Linked DNA regions of Mus musculus: region 2 is linked to region 1. The links are chromatin contacts, called in public HiCAR-type maps. All regions are on one chromosome and are shown on one strand. The core of a region is the stretch at or near the end of the contact, and the rest is flanking DNA. Distances in the headings are between cores, read along the strand shown. Region 1 holds the start of Itgb3 (integrin beta 3). Region 2 has its middle 27 kb from the start of Mettl2.

Region 1 (5,525 bases), core at 1,919-4,418:
TGTTTACAGTACTGAATCAACAATCTTTTGTTTGGTTAATTATGATTTGGCAATCAATGCAAGATGTGGACATTAGGGGAAGCTGGGGAAGGACAGAAGAGAACTACAAAATAAACATAACTAATTTCAAGATGAACCGTTAAGGTGGGAAGGGGGCAGCCAGAACAAGAGGATAGAGAAAAGAACTGGGAGGACGGTAAGCTTCAGTGAAGACAATAGGGTCAGCACACAGTGGGATGTCTTTGATTCAGCTTAAGTGTGAGTGGCCCCCAGAGGCTCATTTGTTTGGATAACTAACTGATCCCCAGTTGGTGGTGAAGCTTTGAGGTTCAGAATGCAAAAAGGTGAGACCTGGCTGGTAGAGGAGAACCTTGGAGGGTAATAGCTCAGTTTCATACAGGTCCAAGTCTCTTTGCCCTCTGGCCTCCTGTCAGGATGTGAACAGCTGCTTCAAGTTCTCTGCCGAGATAGACTCAAACTTGAACACTAGGAGATGGCTCACAGGGCAGAAGTGTTAGTTAAGCAAACTTGATGATCTGAGTTCCATTCCTGGATCCTATGCTGTCCTCCACCTCCATGTGTACCATGGCATGCATATAGTTGCATATACCACACATATACTACACACACACACCACTACACACACACACACACACACACACACCACACACACAAACACCACACCACACACATATACACACACACACACACACACACACACACACACACCACACCACACACACAGGGCACACATACACATACCACACATACACTCCCCACCTCACACACACACACCACACACACAGGACACACATACACACACCACACACACAGGACACACACACACACCACATGTATACCCCACACACCACATCTCACACACACACACCACACTCACACACACACACACTCTACAAATTAACTTTAAAAAAACAGGGACATAGAAAGGGGTGGAGGGAAACTTGTGACAATTTATAAAGCCATTTATAAGAAATATCATCAAAAACACAGTGAAATAGCCAGAAGTTCAGCAAATTTGTTTAAGGAGAGTTGTAAGAGTTGCTAAACTTAAAAATATCATCGATTAACTTTGTGTGCATCGATGCTTTGCCTGCACATGTCTGTATAAGGATATCCGATCCCCTGGAACTGGAGTTGCAGATGGTTGTGAGCTGCCATGAGGGTGACTCGAACCTGGGTCCTCCAGAACAGCAGACAGTACTTTTAAACACTGAACCATTCCTCCAGGTCCAGGAGTTGCTAAACGTAAAGTTTAGCACGACGAAGGGAGATGATTCTAGACTGAAACTCAGAACTAGAGAACAGAGTGAAGAGTAGCAGAAGTGGTAGACAGATGGGTGAATCTCTTGCTCTCCTGATTTAAGAGATGAATAACCATTTAAAATAAAAAGCCTAAATTGTGTTTTTAAATTACTGTTTTGTGTGTATATGTATATAAGTGTGTGATATGTGTGTGTGTGTAGTGTAGGCTTATGTATACGGTGGTTGCATGGCTATACCCATGTGTACCCATGCACATACATGTGGAGATCAGAGGATGCTGTATTTTCACAAGATAGGGTCTCTCACTAAGCCTGGAGCTGGGCTAGCTGCCGGGCAGCCTTCTGCCTCACCACTTCCTCCCATTGCACTGGGATTACAGGCCAGCAGATGTCTATGCTCAGATCTGTTTGTGGTTGTTGGGGAATTTGAACCCAGGTCCTCACATTGGTCCAGCAAGCACTCTTGTCCACTGAGACATCTCCCTAGCCTCACTATTACTTTTGGTTTGCTTGGGATACTTTCCTGTTATGTAGCCTAGGGTGTATTCAAACTTGCTATGAGTCACTGTGTAGAGTAATGAAATACCGGGGAAAATACAATTGTGTCCATGAATTTATACAGTTATAAAGTTCATATCTGTGACATGAAATGATATAATATCCTGTTGTGTGAGAAGTCTGAGGAAGAAGGGTACACCTCTGGAGAGGACAAGGCTGGAGGAGGAGGAACATCAGACAAGATGGCGTGGAAGACATGGCATTTGAGATGTTTTGAAAAGTAAGTGGGATTTTCCAAATGGAAAGAGGAAGGAAGGTCAGTCAGATGGAAAGGCATGGGACATTTAGGAGTGACAAAAATCTCTTGGGCTAAGGCTGGGTGATGGATCATGGCTGAGTTCTTTCCACACCCTTCCTCCAGAGTCTGCTCTAGCTCAGGCTGGCTTTGAACTCCCTATGTACTCAAGCACTACCTGGAACTTCTGGTCTTCCTGCCTCCTTAGGCTGGAATTGTAGGCATCACATCCTGTTTCACGTAGTGCTGGGGATGGAGCCCAGTGGTTGCTAGGCAAGTGCTCTGCCGATTGCACCACATCGCCTGCCCTAGTTTTATTTATTTATTTATTTATTTATTTATTTATTTATTTATTTATTTATTTATTTATTTTACAACACTACCCTTCTTGCGTAAGGATGCACAGGCCCAGTCACTTCTTATGACATCCTGATCAGCTTCAGCATTTTGCACCTTTTGCACGTCTAGGGGTTTCCCATCTGGGGAAGACTCAAGGAAACTAGTGCAGGGGATAGGAACAGCAGCAAGTGTTCTCTGAGGAAAATACTATAAAGCTAGTGAATTTGAGTTGGAAGGCAATATGGTGACTGTTCTAAAATGATTCTTAGACACCTGCTACGGGCAAGCAAGCATTTACAGACAGAGGCTCTACTCGGATCCGTCTTTCCTACCACAAGCTGCAGGTGTGGTATTGACAAGAGGCTGCATAGAAAGCATTTGACAGCTGCCTGCCCGTTGAGGAAAAGAATGAAACCAGGAGGAAAGCAAACTGAGCCCGGTGAAGTGAAATAGCAGTGTTGATGTCTCTGCGGAGGTGGGACTAGCAGAGTCCAGGAAGTGACCCAAAGCTTTTTTTTTCTTCTTTTTTTAAACCGAGCACCCAGGCGCAGACACCTGGGACCCAGATGCACACAGGACCCCGGGGGGCGCGGTCTCCTCTAGTGAACGCGGGCAGGTCCTCGTGGGCGGGGGGCTGGGGAAGATTGCAAAGTTTACCCATCACACTCAGCCTCAGGCAGGGTCCAGGCGTGAGCCGGAGGGAGGGAGCGCGAGCACTCCGCCCGCCCCGCTGTGTCCCACCCACCCCGTCCCCTCCCTTCTTCCCTCCCCTCCGCAGGAAAAGCAGCTGCGGGTGCCAGGCTCGCCGTGGCGCGCGCGCGGCGTGAAGGGCGGCGGACAGGATGCGAGCGCAGTGGCCGGGACAACTCTGGGCCGCTCTGCTGGCGCTGGGGGCGCTGGCGGGCGTTGTTGTTGGAGGTGAGCGAGTCGGGTGCGCGAAATGCCGTAGGACCCTGGGAACCCGGAGCTAGGACTGAGAAGCAGAGGTGCGGGGGGCGGATCCTTCTTCCCGTGGCCTCGAGGGCGCATCGCTGGTGGCGGAGATCCTGGCCTGGCCCGGGAAGCAGAGGAAAGATGGAGATCCGCTGGGCCGTCCCGGTGCGCTGGCAGAAGGATGCAGCTCACCTGCTTGGGTGGGTGTGTGCGCTCTGGGTTGCCCCTTTCTCTGGAGTGCGCAGGACAATCTTCTGGCCGCCCCACTCCTTAAGGAGGAGCAGGGATTCGGGCTCCGTCCCTTCTGGGGCCGACCTCTCACCCAACACTCCCTGACTGTGTGCTGGGAGTCAGCACAGAGGTCCTTGGGGCTGACTTTGTCTCTCCTGCGTGTGTCCCACAACATCAGCTGCCTGCATCGTCAGCTTTCAGGCCCACTAACGCTGCAGGGAAGGGGAGTCATCCAGTCCGCAGAGCCTAGGGGAGCGGGAGGGGGTGGTTGCTGGAGGTCAGCTGGAGCAAGTAAAACCCGCAGTTGTGTGTGTGTGTGTGTGTGCACATGTGTGTAATACAGTCTCATATATTTCAGGATACCTCACACTCTGTGTAGTCCAGGGTGACCTTGCACTTCAGATTCCCCTGTGCCTCTACTAAGGAGTGCTAGGACTATAGACATGCACCACCCCTCAGGGTTTATATGCTGCAGGGAGTCGAACCCAGGGTCTCCTCATGGCAGGCAAGCACTTTATTAATTGAGCTACATCTCCAGACCCAGATGGACTATTTGTTAAAGGTAAACTTTATTAAGTTGACTTTGAAGTTAAGTAATCTAAAAAAAGATTTTGGTGGCTGCCTTCCTGACCCTTGTACGGTGGTACAGATGAACATAGACATGGGACAGGGAAAGGGAAAGGGGTTTCAGTAGAGAACTGATATTTGTCTTTTGTGGCAGAAGCTTCCAAGCGAAAGATGAAAACTGTGGTCTTTAGCCTACATTGAACAAGCTTTGTCACCACAGAACAGGAACCAGGCTCTCTAGCATTCTGCCCTGGAGATATTAGAGTCTCTGTCAGCTGCTGGTAGCCGTTGATGGGGAATGGGGAAATCCTCCAGGAAAGCTGATGTTTCTAACAGATAGGCTAACTTTCGTGAATTTAAAACCTTTTAAACATTTCGACTTAATTTTTTAATTGGCATGTCATGACAGGCCCTGCTTCTGTACAGCGTGAAAGTGTCCTCACAGATAACAGATACACTGAACAAAAGATAGCTAGTACTCTTTGTGTTAGGCAATTTCCAGTTCCCCTCAGCTATTTTGAGATTTTACTTAAAACACTTTGTGGTTTGTTTGTATCTATAACTTTCACATTGACTTCTGAGTGTCATCATCACCACCTCAGGATAGAAAGAGATCCTGTTTAAAAAAATAGAAGTGATATTTCTGAAGAGTGACACTCAGGTTGTCTTTTGGTCTCTGCCCAGGGACAATTGTATATGAGCATGCATGTACATGTGCATGCGTGTACACATGGTATACACACCAAACAAACAAACAAACAAACAAACAACGGATCCTTTAGGATATCTGTTCACAGATTTGTTGTGATTGGAATAATCTAGGGAGGCGATGGCTTGTGCCAAGCTAGCCTCAGGCTCCCTCTGAGAGGATGTAGAGTCCTGTTGAGGGGCAGAAGCCTCTAGAGCATCCTGTGCAAGAGGTGTCTGTCATACTCACATGCCATCTCAGTGTTGGTGGCAGAGTTGCAAACATCACTAGGTCCCTGGGGAAGCAGGCAGTGTGGTGACTTTGGGGACACACAGAACAGGGTCGGAGTGAGGTGCCACAGAAGGGCCTTCAGAGTAGGAGGGGTAGGAGATTCTGCTCTGAGGAGACGCTGACTTTCAGTTTCTAACTACAAAAGTAATCCTTTTAGCTTCATCTAAATACTTTGTTGTATTTAAAACAAGGCGTCCTTGTATCGCAGTGGGTATTCTAACCTAATTAGGTCAGCTAGGATGAGGTGCTTGGTTCTCTAGAGTCCGCATTCTGGGAACTGTCCAACTAAAGCTCTCTTCAGGAATCCGCAGGGCCAGGAGAGATGAGGAAAGGCTTTTTGCTGGGGAAGAGGGACAGCTGGGGTTTAAGCAAGCGGGATGTGGGTTTGATTCTTAGCTTT
Region 2 (5,461 bases), core at 886-3,385, 540 kb after region 1:
AAACCTCTCCCTGGAAAGAGAGTGGATGAAGGGAGAACAGAGAATAAAGAAAAGTGGATGAGGGCAGGGGGTGGGGGGTGGGGTGGGCCAGCAGGACAGGAAAGATTGAGGATGGGAAAGACAGACAGAATGGAACACAGGTAACCAGTACACAGGTAGGATTGGTGCTGCTCATGCAGGAGGCAGAGTGTGAGAAACCATCAGGGAAACTAACCCCCAATGATGGCTTCACCCAGAGGGTCAGGAGACCTGAAGGCTTAGAGGGAGCTGTGCAGATGCCAGCCACCCGTAGGCATCACGTGGCGATCTCTGAGGCCTGAGACACAGCCTGAAACTAAGAGGCAGACAAAGGGGAGGAGTCACCAAGATGGCAGTCTGTACCATGGATTGAGCAGCAGGAAGAGCTAAGGCTGGAGGCTGTGCGGAGAGGACACTAAAACAGGATTAACTAGTTAGAGTCAGGTAGTAGAAATGAGGGGAAGAAATCTGTCTTCTTTTCTCAGCCCTCCCCCTCCTCCTCTTTCTCCTAGGAAATCTATGTTGAAAAAAATAAAATAGTTCCCAATAAAAAGCCAAGCACACTGCAGACTGCGGTCCACAGCCTGCGCACGTTCCTCTTCCCAGGTTCCAGCCCCTAAAGGAACAAGGGATTTTCTGGTGCTCTTGTTTCTGCCTGTAACCTGCTTTCTGGCGGATCAAGTCCTTCCCTAGGATGCTTAAAAATGGGAGGAAGCCATTTCTAGGTATCAGGCTCCACACAGGGTGAGCCAGGGAGCTTTGGCGGTCAGGAGACTGAGAAGAGGACAGCAGGGTGCACAACTGCAGGTTGAGGTTGAAGCACGTGCTCCAACAGCCCCTGGGTGGGAAGCCTCCACTCAAAGCTAACAGCGGGCCGGAAGTGCTGAGCAAGCTGAAAAGAAAGGGCAAGGCTGGACCGCCAGGTACCCCCCCCCCCCCCCCCCAGAGCCGGGACACTCATTACTATGAGAAGCTGCCTGAGAGGAGCGGCCTGATCATGCTTGACGATTAGCTGTGCTGCTGGGAGAAGAGGTGTGGGGATTACGGAATACCCACGCTCTAGAGGTGGACAGTGATGGGGGGGTGGGAGGATCAGGGCAAGCAGCAGGTGCTGCTGCTGCTGCGTTCTTGGGATGGGGGAGAAAAGCATTGAGGTTTCTGTTCTGACCCACTGTAGGGCAGGTGCACTTCCAACTGGAAATACCTTAAAGCCTGGGGGGGGGGGGGGCGGTAATGAAGGCTCCTGCTGCTAGAAGCTGGCTGCAGTGGCACTGTGTTTAAAGCCGCAGGCTCAGCTTTCTGCACCTGGAGGAAGTGACTGTGCTTCCACGAGGCCCGGGGGATACTGCCCTTGTTAACACCTTCCAGCTCACCCCCACAGCCTATTCCCGCCCCACCAGCGATTGGCCCTCGGACCAGTCAGTCCTTGGGGAAGAACAATCTGAAGGTGGGTAGGTCTGGAAGTCCAGCAGGGATGAGTGAAGGATAGTCAGCTTGTCAAGGGAGCCTAGAACTTGGCTGAAATATAAAGTAAAAAAAAAAAAAAAAAAAAAAAATAGCCACAAGGCTGTGGGGGTGGGGAGGGTGGCGCACACCTTTACTCCCAGCATTCCAGAGGCAGAGGTGGATCTCTGAGTTCGAGGCCAACCTGGCCTCCAGAGCAAGTTTCAGGATAGCAAGGGCTACACAGAGAAACGGGGCGGGGGTGGGGGTGGGGGGTGGGGGGGAGGGGGGGTGGCGGGGGGGGGGCAGGGGAGATGGGATACCCATAAAGCTAGAGTCGTGGCTCAGTGAAGATATGCCTCCTTTGCATGTATGAGGCCTTAGGTTCATGTTAGATAATTTTGTGGTTTAATTTCTTGTGTGCGATAATGTGCTGTGATCAGATTAGAGAATTCTGGTCCTTAGGAGACACACTTTTCTGCACCACAGACACTAACAGGAAAGCAGGAGGAACACTCTGGCTTTGTCACTTGCTTTTGTCACTGACTTTAAAGGTTACCCTCACTAGTTCTGCGGGAGACACCATCTCTGACCGGTCAGTCGCAATGGTCATGGAACACAGAGATAGCTCAAATTACTACAACACCACCCAAGCGGGCCAGAGTTACGTGTCAGATGGGTGTGCCCCTTTCACCAGAGGCCCACACGGCCCCCCAGGGCACAGTGACACCACCCTTCCTGAATGCCTATTCTACAACCATAAGGTTTCTAAATGTACGGCATGGAGCACTGGCAGCTGGGCGGGTAGGTTCTAGATGGCCTGGCTTTAGAATGAACCACGCCTGTTCCCCAAAACAAACTAAACAACTGCAGGTTGCCTGTGTTAATATATACCCGGTAGTCCTAGCAGTCAGGGGCAGAGGCAGGCGGATCTCTGGGTCTTGGAAGCACATTCAGGGATTTCAAAACATCACACACACACACACACACATACACACACACACACATACACACACACACCACACACTTTTGCTGTTTTTGTGGGGTCCTGGGGACAAAACAAAACGCATCACCCAGGAGGTTGCCTGGGAAGCTGAGGCAAGAGAATCAAAATTAGTTAGGGCTACATAGCAAGCAAGAGGCCAAATTGGGCCACATGAAAAAGACAGCAGCCCCCGGGGCAGCCGTGACAGCTGACGAGAAGCCCAAGGCAGGCACACTCTGCTAAGTCCCCGCTGATGAGAAGCCCAAGGCAGGCACACTCTGCTAAGTCCCCATGGTCTTTTTCTCAGGGAGCGCCTGAGAAAAGTCACTGCTTTTCACTACTGATGGCTCTCTCTAGAGCCATGACTCCCCATCTTATAGATGGAGAAACCGCTCTGTCAGTGACAGGTCTCATCAGTCCTGAGGGCAGGGAGTGTGTGAGTTACCCTGTGGCTCCCCATGACTGGCAAAATGCCAGTGGAAGGGGGCAGGGAGGGAGAGTGCGCTGGGCTCGCCCTGTAGTGGCTGAGTGCTGAGTCGCTGGCCACTGTACACAGATGGTCCCACTTAAGCTTGATGAAGCCTCTGGAGGGTGGGATTATTAACCCCTAGAGGAAACCCTGGGCCAGGAGGTTAAATAGTGTGCCAAAGGTCACCCAGCAGAAATGAGCTGAAAGTCTTTGAACAAAAAACGTGTGCCCTTGACTGCCTGCCAGTGTACTGTTTTCTGACAGAGCAGGAGTGGACTTCAGGAATTCCTGAAGCCACTTTCCTTGAAAGGGGTTAGCACCGTGCTGAACTCAGATAATTGTGTGTGGGTGGCTGTCAATGCTAGTGAGTGAGTGAATGAATGAATTGAAAACCAAACTTCCTGGCTTTCCTCAAATGGAAGAATTTCTCCAAGAGCCTTTTTAATGCTCAGTCTAATTACAATTACAGCAAAAGGGCGCTGGAGAATTGCTGGGTCAGTCCTTTATAATCTGTCAAGTCCAATCTGCAGGCTGTTTATGTGTCGAGGTCAGAGCAGTCGTTGGCCACTCTCCTCTCAGTGTGGCAAAGAGAAGAACATGAAATCTGTGGATGTAAAACAGATTGACAGACAAGGCAATGCTGAGGTGGGGCCAGGGAGTACCAGAGTTCTAAGTTACTGTCATCCAGGCTGCTCCTCGCTGATCAGGCTTCTCTCTCCCTGGTTGGGCTTCTCCTTACTGATCAAGCTTCTTCTCTCACTGGTAATGCTTCTCTTTCCCTGGCCAGGCTTCTCCCTCACTGGCCAGGCTTCTCCCTCATTGGTCATGCTTCTCCCTCACTGGCTATGCTTCTCCCTCACTGGCAGGGCTTCTCCCTCACTGGCTATGCTTCTCTCTCACTGGCCAGGCTTCTCCCTCACTGGCCAGGCTTCTCCCTCACTGGCCAGGCTTCTCCCTCACTGGTCAGCTTCTCCCTCATTGGTCATGCTTCTCCCTCACTGGCTATGCTTCTCTCTCACTGGTCAGGCTTCTCCCTCACTGGCCAGGCTTCTCCCTCACTGGTCAGCTTCTCCCTCATTGGTCATGCTTCTCCCTCACTGGCTATGCTTCTCTCTCACTGGTCAGGCTTCTCCCTCACTGGTCAGGCTTCTCAGGCTGCCAGGTCACAGTTTTGCACTAACACTGAGCTGAATACCTATGCTGACTTGCCTGGGACATTCTCCGGGAGGCCAGCAAGATGAGGATGGCAGCATGGACCTGGCAGCTAAGCGGCTGTGACCAGCTTGTCAGGTGATTTTGGCAGAGTGAGCATCGCCCACTGTGCTCTGGAGTGCAGACCCCTGGGATTTTGAAGTGTGTAACTTGTGGTGAGAACTGCTTTTCCTTTGTGAAATAAAAAAACAACAGCAACAGACACGATGGACGGCTTTGGAGTTGTCTGTTAATTTGGAAAGTGTGAGGCACAGAAGGTTAGGGGTGTGTGGTTGTGAGATGTCACAAAGCAATTCCAGCTCTGCCCCACTCAGGCAGTCTTGGGAAGGTGGAGCTGTCTCCCCTGAGCCACTAAAAGATTTGTTCATCACACACACACACACACACACACACACACACTTTTGCTGTTTTTGTGGGGTCCTGGGGACAAAACAAAATGCATCACCCAGGAGGTTGCCTGGGAAAGCTGAGGCAAGAGAATCAAAATTAGTTAGGGCTACATAGCAAGCAAGAGGCCAAATTGGGCCACATGAGACTCTGTTGCAAACAGACAGAAAATCTCCACGACACTGGCAGTTAGTTCCATGGGAGAAAGGCAGACCCACAACTTGTTTCTCATGCCCTTGTAATGGGAAAGGACTCAGACACGACTCTTTTCCATCAGGACCAAACATGATTCTTCCTGATCTAAGAAAGGCATCAGAGGTCATTTCTGATGTTTTCTTTGTCAATGTAACTCAGAAATGATGTTTTCCACAGTAGACAGCTCTCCAGCCAGCTCTCCGGTTTTAAACCGTCAAGTAGTCAGAGATGGCGGCTCATGTGTTTAACTCCAGCACTGTGCAGGCTGAAAGAGGAGGATCAAGTTTGAGGTCAACTTGGGCTACATAATGAGATCTTGTCTCAAAAAGTCCAAAAAGGGGGGTTGGGGGCTGGAGAGATGGCTTAGTGACTAAGAGCACTGGCTGCTCTTCCAGAGGGCCTGGGTTCAATTTCCAGCATCTACATGGCTGTTTACAGCTGTCTGTAATGATCGTTCCAGGGAATCCGATGCCCTCACACAGACATACATGCAGGCAAAACACAAATCAATGCTCCTACAATATAAACAAATTATTAAAAAGTCCAAAAACAAAATGAAAATCTCTAAGTAAAATAGTCCATTTCAAAACAAATAAAATTAAACAAAACAACCCCCCATCCTACCCTCTTTTTTTTTTTTTTTTAATTGGAAACAGTTCTGTTCAAGGTCTACTTGAAGCAGGGACTCACTGACTCCTCTTCAAGTATGTTTCTGGACAGGCAGGGAGCAAAGTCCCTTTTCTATGAACTGG

What was found. HiCAR-type assays count read pairs that join an accessible place to other places.
Region 2: a contact with region 1 is called in a HiCAR-type map of embryonic stem cells, with 4 times the contacts expected there. The contact joins the enhancer-like site here to the promoter of Itgb3 in region 1. A contact is called at or near these places in 6 of 39 promoter capture datasets (the C10 cell line, the HPC-7 cell line, the SN4741 cell line and 2 more), 2 of 484 Hi-C or Micro-C datasets (both in the G1E-ER4 cell line), 7 of 115 datasets of contacts at active chromatin or transcription factors (craniofacial prominence, embryonic hindbrain, embryonic stem cells and 1 more) and 1 of 9 other capture datasets (embryonic stem cells).

The regions. Positions count from the first base shown.
Region 1 is chr11:104,604,832-104,610,356 of GRCm38.p6, forward strand. Itgb3 (integrin beta 3) reads left to right here and starts at 3,169. Exons shown (of 15, transcript NM_016780.2): 1 at 3,169-3,333. The coding sequence starts at 3,258.
Region 2 is chr11:105,150,571-105,156,031 of GRCm38.p6, forward strand. No RefSeq gene overlaps it. Among named protein-coding and RNA genes, the nearest start is that of Mettl2, 27 kb to the left of the region's middle. Within about 2 kb of position 2,136, at least 86 of the 459 cell types and tissues checked have an H3K27ac peak or open chromatin away from gene starts, as enhancers often do. A contact at or near this core is called in the G1E-ER4 cell line, the HPC-7 cell line, embryonic stem cells and 1 more, where this site is marked.